Regions from separate parts of the Sus scrofa genome. Here region 1 is linked to region 2. The links are chromatin contacts, called in public promoter capture Hi-C maps. All regions are on one chromosome and are shown on one strand. The core of a region is the stretch at or near the end of the contact, and the rest is flanking DNA. Distances in the headings are between cores, read along the strand shown. Region 1 holds the start of DFNA5 (non-syndromic hearing impairment protein 5). Region 2 holds the start of CYCS (cytochrome c, somatic).

Region 1 (4,115 bases), core at 937-3,436, 350 kb before region 2:
GGGTGAAGCCCCCGCCCGCCCTCCCTCCCCGCACGCACGCGTCCAGGCGCGGGGCCCGGGAAAGCCTCGGTGCACCCGAGGGGGAGAAACCGGAAGACAAAGAAACGAAGGAGTGGGGAGACGGCGCGCAGGGGTGGGGGGCAGAAGGTACCCGCTACCCTGGCAACAGCCGGGGATGGAAAGGGCAGTGGGGAGGGGGCAGGAGAGGGGAGGGGGAAGGGGTGGGGGACGCGAGCTGGGCAGGCGAGCGAGGAGGGGACGCGATGGGGCCGGCGGGCCAGCTGCGGGCAGACCACCCGTTCGTCCCCCTTGGGACTAAGAGCCAGATGGGAGGGTGTCCCAGAGAGACAGGGCCGCGCGGACCGGGCTCCCCAAGGTCAAGGCCGGAGCCGCGCCCTGCGGCGCGCACTTACCCGAGCCCAGGCGAGCGGCGCGCACTTGCCAAACCCTCGCAGCACGCCCTGCGCCCGGCGCCGGCCGAGCCCGAGGAACCCCGCGGGCCGGGCCGGGCCGGGCCGGGCCTGGGCGGGCCGGGGCGGGGGCTCCTACGAGGGGGGCGGGCGGCGGGACCTTTGCTCTGTCCCCGCCCCCTGGAGCCCGGAGCCTCGGCCGGAGGAGTGAGCTCGGAGAACCTGCACTCAGGAGTACCTTCAGCAGGGCCCGGAATGAGGCAGGGCTTTCGCTTGGGCCCCCATCTGCTCTGGGCTTATCCTTAGATTAATTACCCCACCTTCTTGTATTTAATAGGAATACCCACCTCCTTATATTTAATAGTCCCTGCCTATTCAAATTAAAAGTACAGCCAACCCAGGAGTTGCCAGTCGTGGCTCAGCGGTAAGGAACCCGGCTCATATCCATGAGGACGAGGGTTCTATCCCTAGACCTGCTCAGTGGGTGAAAGGATCCAGCATTGCCGTCACCTGCGATGTAGGTTGCAGACGCTGCTCTGATCTGGTGTGGCTGGGGCTGTGGCTATGCCATAGCCCGGCGGCAGCTGTAACTCCAATTTGACCCCTAGCGTGGAGACTTCCATATGCCGCGCCTGCAGCCCCCACCAAAAAAAAAAAAAAAAAAAAAAAAGGATAAGCCAATCCACCACCGTACAGGAACATGCCTTAGTTCCTCGCCGGCTTTTTCTCCTTTGTACGGATCACCATGTGAGAGAGGACACACATCATACTTATTCCGGGCATAATCTTTCTGTTCCCTGAAATGTCAGCTCTCCGAGGGGACGGGTTTGGCCTGTTTGGTTCACCATACCCCGAAACCTAGCATAGCACCCGATGGATGGTTGATAGTAGATAATTGTTGAATTCATTTATGTCTTCTTGTCCCTCCAACTAGCCTGTGGGGTCTTACTCCTCTTTGCAGTACCTGGCACAGGGCAGGTGAACAATTAATGGTTGTTGGATAAATGACTGAATAGAAACGGTCAAGAGAGGTGGCCCCCTTTTAGTCCCCTGCCTGGCCAAAGTGATTAGACAGTGGAAGAACAGAAGAATCTCTGTCCTGGCCCCGCCAAGAGACTTTTCATCCATGCAGCTGATTCTCTGTCTTCGTAAATTAGTATAGTGATGACTCTGACTTGTTGTAAAGATTATTGTCTCCTGACCTTGGCCATTAACCTTAAGAACATCCTATAAGCAGCATATTCATGAAGTCTCCACCGACAAGCTCAGCCTTCTGTCTAGATAGGTAACCGCTTGTCATTGAGAGCACATGAGATTTTTGGTGCAACAGTTACTCAGTGCATTCAAATTTTTCACTTTTTTTTGTTGTTGTTGTTGGTCCTGTTCACTGTCTTCAATTAAATGTTTGAGGAAGAGAATATCAGATCAGCAAATAATATTTATGTAGTGCTTTCTCTTAACTGTCACCATGCAGAGTTCTACGTACCTTACCTGCATTGATTGATTCAGTTAATCCTCCCAGTAACTGGTTGAAGGTCCAAGTTACAAATGTGTAAACTGAGGCACAAGCTAGGAAGTTCACCGAGCTGGGACGAGATGGAGGCAAAATGCAAACCCAGATCGTTTGATGCCATCTTATGACGGAACCAGACTCTGCTCGTCTTCACGCACAGTAAAGCCAATCTACAAGACACCAGGTTGTGGCGAAGGAGAGCGCAGCGTTTGCTGCAGGGCCCCCAGCGAGAAGCTCAGGACAGCCAGCGCTCAAAAACACCTGAGCCCCTTACTGGGTTTCAGGGAAGGCTTTTTAAAGGCTAGGTGAGGGAGGAGCGTCCCCAGGCATGTGATCAGCTCCTGCACTCTGATTGGTTGAGAGTGAGAAAACAGGGTGGTGTTACAGGTGTTAACATTATCAGTCCTTAGGGGCCAGGAAGTCTGGGGGCTATGGGCTCGCTCAGGATCATCAAGGGGTTAACTTCTTCCACCGGGTGGTGGTTTTAGCATCAGTAAAACAGCTCAGGAAATGTGCATCAGATGCTGTTGTCTAGGCACTTGGGAAAGAAGCCAAGGCCCAGGATGGTGGAGAGTTCTGTCCTGGGAAGGCCCCATAGCGTCCTGCTCTGTAACAGTCTGAACTTGAAAACCACAGGACTGGGAGCTCTGTTGTGGTGCAGCAGAAATGGATCTGACTAGTATCCATGAGGCCGCAGGTTTATCCCCGGCCTCGCTCAGTGGGTGGAGGATCCAGCGTTGCTGTGACCTTCAGTATAATAGGTCACAGACGCAGCTTGGACCTGGTCTGGCTGTGGCATAGGCCCGTGGCTACAGCTCCGACTCGACCCCTGACCTGGTGCAGCCCTAAAAAGACAAAAAAAAATAAAAATTAAAAAAAAATTTTTTAAATAAATAAAACCACAGGGCAGTACAGACTCTTCTGAAAATAGGAAGCATCACCAAGCAGAGTTTGAACACACCATGTGTTGGGAGAGAGTGCTGAATTGTGTTCTAGAACATTCCCTCCCTTCCCCTTCTCCTTCCCCTTCCTCATGGCTAATCTCCCTTGTCCATGGTGGGTGGATCAGGATTCTGGCATAGCCCAAACTAAGAGTCTCCATGTTTCTGTTGTATTTTTTGAACAATTGTGCTTATTACTGTTATTAAAGTATTTGAAGACTTCAAATGGACAAATGCAAGATGGGAATTTTAGTCCAACTAGGAAAAAAAAAATGAATAAAAAGAAAATCTCCCACCCCAATCCTCTCATCCTATTGTAGAAGATGGCGCTATAACAGAATTTTACAGGAGATAAATATTAATCAGGGGGGACATAGTGACATAACAGGGTTCGCTTTTAATAAGATTCAGTATAAAAACTATATTTCAAGTTACAGAATTTCTGAAACACATCTGTGGAGTGTTGTGCATTTCCTACTCTTTCCCCAGATCCTTTCTGAATAAGCAACTTGCAAACGTCAGGCAAAATTGGTAAAATGTATTGACGGGATTTATTTCATAAATGAGCATGCTAACAAACCAGCTCAGCCTGGCTGCCATAACTGCTTCCTAATTCTTCGGGAGCCACTTTTGGGGAGACCTGCACTCTTTTAGATGCATATTTTCCATGGAGGAGAAAGAACACACACAGGCTTTGGATCACTTAGATTTGGGTCAGATCCAGCCTACCACTTACCAGCTGAGTGACCCCAGGCAAATGTTGAACTTCCCATTTAAAAAACCGCTTCTAGTATTATCAGGCGATTAAAAGAGAAGACGTAGGAAAAGCACTCAGCACAGAATAGGCCGTAAATACAAGTACATCTCTTTCCCTTTATTAATTACTTGTTGGTTAATGTCAGTGTGTGAGTGTGTGTGTGTGTCTTTTTAGGGCTGCAGGTGCTGCATATGAAGGTTCCCAGGCTAGGGGTTGAATCGGAGCTACAGCTGCCAGCCTACGCCAGAGCCACGCAATGTAGGATTCAAGCCGAGTCTGCGAGCTACACTACAGGTCATGGCAACAGCGGATCCTTTAACCCACTGAGCGATGCCAGGGATCGAACCTGCATCCTCATGGATGCTAGTCAGATTCATTCCACTGAGCCATGACGGGAACTCCTGGTAAATATCACTTTTAAATTGAACCTAAAAGTTTTCACCTACGTATAATTTTGTCTTTTTACCATATTGACTGCTTCCCGGAGGAAAACA
Region 2 (3,637 bases), core at 873-3,372:
CTGCATTCTAACAGCCTGACCTTGTAAGAATTCACCTGCAAAGTCTGCTAACATATCTCGTCACACTGAATTTTAAAAGCCTCTGATCTTAAAGATCATCTATAAAATGTGAGAAATGCTAAATACTCTTTACTTGATGCTGTACATAAACCTCGCTAAAATACCTTTCAGTAAGTAAAAGGCAGTATTTTCGATACAGGTAATTCTAATGAAATTGGCATAGTTAAGACCAAAAAGATAAAGGGGACACTGTCAGTTTACCATTGGCTCATGCCTTAACAGGCTAGTGAACACAACTTGAAACACAGGTGAATCTTGCTCTGTTCTATGAGACAGTGAAGGGATCTTCTCAGTATTTAAATATATTAATATAACCAGTTATAGAAATCTAAATATAAAACCAATCTCCTATAGGTTCTGAGAAGGTATTCACCATTTTCCTGAAAAGTTTAACACTCCACATTCAAGTTTAACCATCTCTGTAGAAGGGAAAGACAGTGATAGTACTTGTTGAACTAGAATTAATATTAAAATTCAAACAGCTGACCATATTCATTTAGCCACCAACCAATCTTATTTAAATCAGGACCATCCAACAGAAACATTCCATCAGCCATACATGATCTGAATTCTAGAGTATGAGATCAATTTAAATATGGTACACATATAAAAGTCATGAGACATGTCGGTCTTGTAATAAATAAGGCGGTGGCCAACTTTTACTCATTAGTAGCTTTTTTCAGATAAGCTATCAAGTCTTCCCTTTCTCCCTTCTTCTTAATGCCAGCGAAGATCATTTTTGTTCCAGGGATGTACTTCTTGGGATTCTCCAGGTACTCCATCAGTGTCTCCTCTCCCCAGGTGATGCCTAAACAAGGACGGATGCAGTATTAAGTATGTCGCACTCCCAAAAAACTGTTCATTTACCATAGGTTACATCCCTGCAATTTGTGCTCGGGTTTGTTCACGAGGGTCCCCCTCTTACCTTTGTTCTTGTTGGCATCTGTGTAAGAGAATCCAGGAGCCTGACCTGTCTTCCGCCCAAAGAGACCATGGAGGTTTGGACCAGTCTTGTGCTTGCCTCCCTTTTCTACAGTGTGGCACTGGGCACACTTCTGAACAAAAATCTTCTTGCCCTTCTCAACATCACCCATTTTAAAATCTAGAAATGAAAGACTCAGCTTATTAATTTTTCTGCAAGTAAAAATACAGTGGAAACAAATGATCAACTCCAGTCACTTATTCATTGCAAACTTATTACACTAAGTACCAGGCTGAACCATGCTTTACTCGCTACACTTGCAATAGACTCTTTAACAGAAAAAACTTTTTATAGCAAAAACGCTATTTGGAAGAACTTCGAAAAAGTTACAGCCCAAGCAAGCAAAGTGGGATGCTAGTTCAAAACTATTCCAAAAGATGAGGTCAAGGTCACAAAAAGTCACAAAGCTAATTAAGCTGAACTGTGATTACATTAAACCCAAACCACCAAAAATTCCAACTTTCGCCTTGCTGTGGGTTGGGAGGGCAGCAGCAAGCTTCGAGGTCCCCCGTCCCTGGGGTCTCAGGGGCGACCACGAGATCATTCACCCAGGCCGGGTTGAAGGAGACTGGGATGAAACCTACGTCTCCCAGGTGCCTGAACAGGTGAAGAGGAAACGCAACAGGTGGCCAGAAGAAGAAGATTTACTGGAAAAGCAGTTGGCTCTCTTGGAAAGCAGACGTGAGGCGCCGCGCGCAGCACCCTCACCCCCGCCCTCCCTCGGGAGGAAGTCTTGTCAGTCACTGCCACAGCCCCGACGTCCCGAGGGCCAGCATCTCGCAACGGTTCACAACCAAGTCATCTTTAAACGTTCAGGACCTTGACCAGACCACGCCATTACCTAGCTGGGTCCTGGCCCTGCTCAAAGCGGAGACCACCCGCTCGTGGCCGGGCGCAGTCCGGGGCCGCCACTCCCGGCCCGCCCGGCCTCAGTTCGCCCGCGCGCAGCCCTCGCAAGCGCGCGCCCTCAAGGCTTGGCTTCCCGCCCGCTGTGGCCTCCGCACCCAGGGCTCACCGTTCTTTCGCCGAGCTCAACAGACAAGCCACCACTCGCAGGCCGGACGTCCCGCTTTCTGGGTCCAAGGACACGCCGGTCCGCGCCTATGTACCGGCGTTGGTGCAACCGAACTAGCTCCGCCCTCTGGCGGCTCCACGTGCGGCCCGGCGGACTGATACGCAGTGACGTCACCGCGCCTCATTGGCCCCGGTCTCTAGGGCCGGCTTCGGAGATCTGCGCGCGCACGCCGGCTAGCAGGGTAGGGTGTACCGCGTGCGTGCCCTTCCTGTCGGGGCCTCTCTTGCCGGGTATTTACGACAGGCCGTTAGAGGTGCGACACCGAGGTTGTGCCGGGAAGGGCGGGCATCGCTCTCTGACCTCTTGTGTGCTTGCGTGTGATGACGGGGAGGGTGGGGCGGAATGGAGTAGTGGATTGAGGGCGGAATGCGGCCGGGGTAACCGGGTTGTTCTGGTTGACGTAATGCTCTTTGAGCGGCACGTTTTGCCTGCCTGGAGGGAGACAGTCCAACTTGGACACACCTAGAGCTCCCCTGGCTGTCATTCCCTTAGCTGGCCACCTTTACCCAGACTTGATCGTATTTCCGCGGCTGGCGCCAGGGGCACCCCAGAGGGATAGCCTGCAACCAGAGTTGTGAGAGTTGGACATGAGCTCCTGACCTTGTTCTTGTTTCTCCTCCACTTTGTGACTTAAAGTCATCTTACAGATCTCCCTTTCCTTTACGGACGCCCGAAGACTGGGACAGGTGCTGCAGTTGCGGTGTTAGAGCTGCCTGGGTTGTAGCTCTGGTCCCTTACCTTCCGGCTTCTTTCTGCCAGCCCTTCCCTCCTGTCATTTGTGTGTAGAAAGAGCAAGGAGTGTGTGCAAGCAGCATCCAGGAAGAAATATTTTTACATAGTTAGAGAATTTCGGGGAATCTAGAGAGAATTTACATCCCATCTAACCTAAATGAAGATCATGTTCAAGTAAGCCAATGAGCTTGGGGTCATATTAGAAATGTAGGGTTTTTTGTTTTTGTTTGTTTTTTGTCTTTTTAGGGCCGCACCCCAGACATGTGGAGGTTCCCAGGCTAGGGGTCGAATCAGAGATGAAGCTGCTGGCCTGCGCCACAGCCATGCCAGATCCTACCCGAGTCTGTGATCTACACCACAGCTCACGGCAATGCAGGATCCTTAATCCATTGAGGCAGGCCGGGGATGGAACCTGCATGCTCTTGGATACTAGTCAGGCTCTTTACTGCTGAACCTCCATGGGAACTCCTAGAAGTGTAGGTTTGATCACCATAACTTCCAGTAATTATACTTCTAGCTCTCCTTCCTGAGATACACAGTTTTGTCACTGAGAAGTTTCTCAACTTCCTTGTCCCTCAGTTTAGCCCCAGAATTCTAATTGATTTTTCCTTCTTTTCCCTGTTCTGTCAAGCGCTGCTGAATTCATTCATTCAAGGGTTTATTGAATGCATATCATGTGCTGGACACTTTCTAGGAACTTGGAATAAATCAGTGAAAAATGTTTCTCTGGTGGAGCTTACATTCTAGCATCCTTCCTCCTACCTCTGAATTCAGCAATAGCTGCTAAG

The links. Promoter capture Hi-C pulls out the DNA fragments that hold promoters and counts their contacts.
Region 1: a contact with region 2 is called in a promoter capture Hi-C map of fetal skeletal muscle, with 3 times the contacts expected there. The contact joins the promoter of DFNA5 here to the promoter of CYCS in region 2. A contact is called at or near these places in 1 of 5 promoter capture datasets (fetal skeletal muscle) and 1 of 2 datasets of contacts at active chromatin or transcription factors (alveolar macrophages).

Annotation. Positions count from the first base shown.
Region 1 is chr18:47,522,708-47,526,822 of Sscrofa11.1, reverse strand. DFNA5 (non-syndromic hearing impairment protein 5) reads right to left here and starts at 2,186. Exons shown (of 10, transcript XM_021078676.1): 1 at 1,902-2,186.
Region 2 is chr18:47,168,406-47,172,042 of Sscrofa11.1, reverse strand. It overlaps CYCS (cytochrome c, somatic), which reads right to left and starts at 2,122. Exons shown (of 3, transcript NM_001129970.1): 1 at 2,058-2,122; 2 at 986-1,162; 3 at 1-868. The coding sequence starts at 1,154. The coding sequence ends at 720.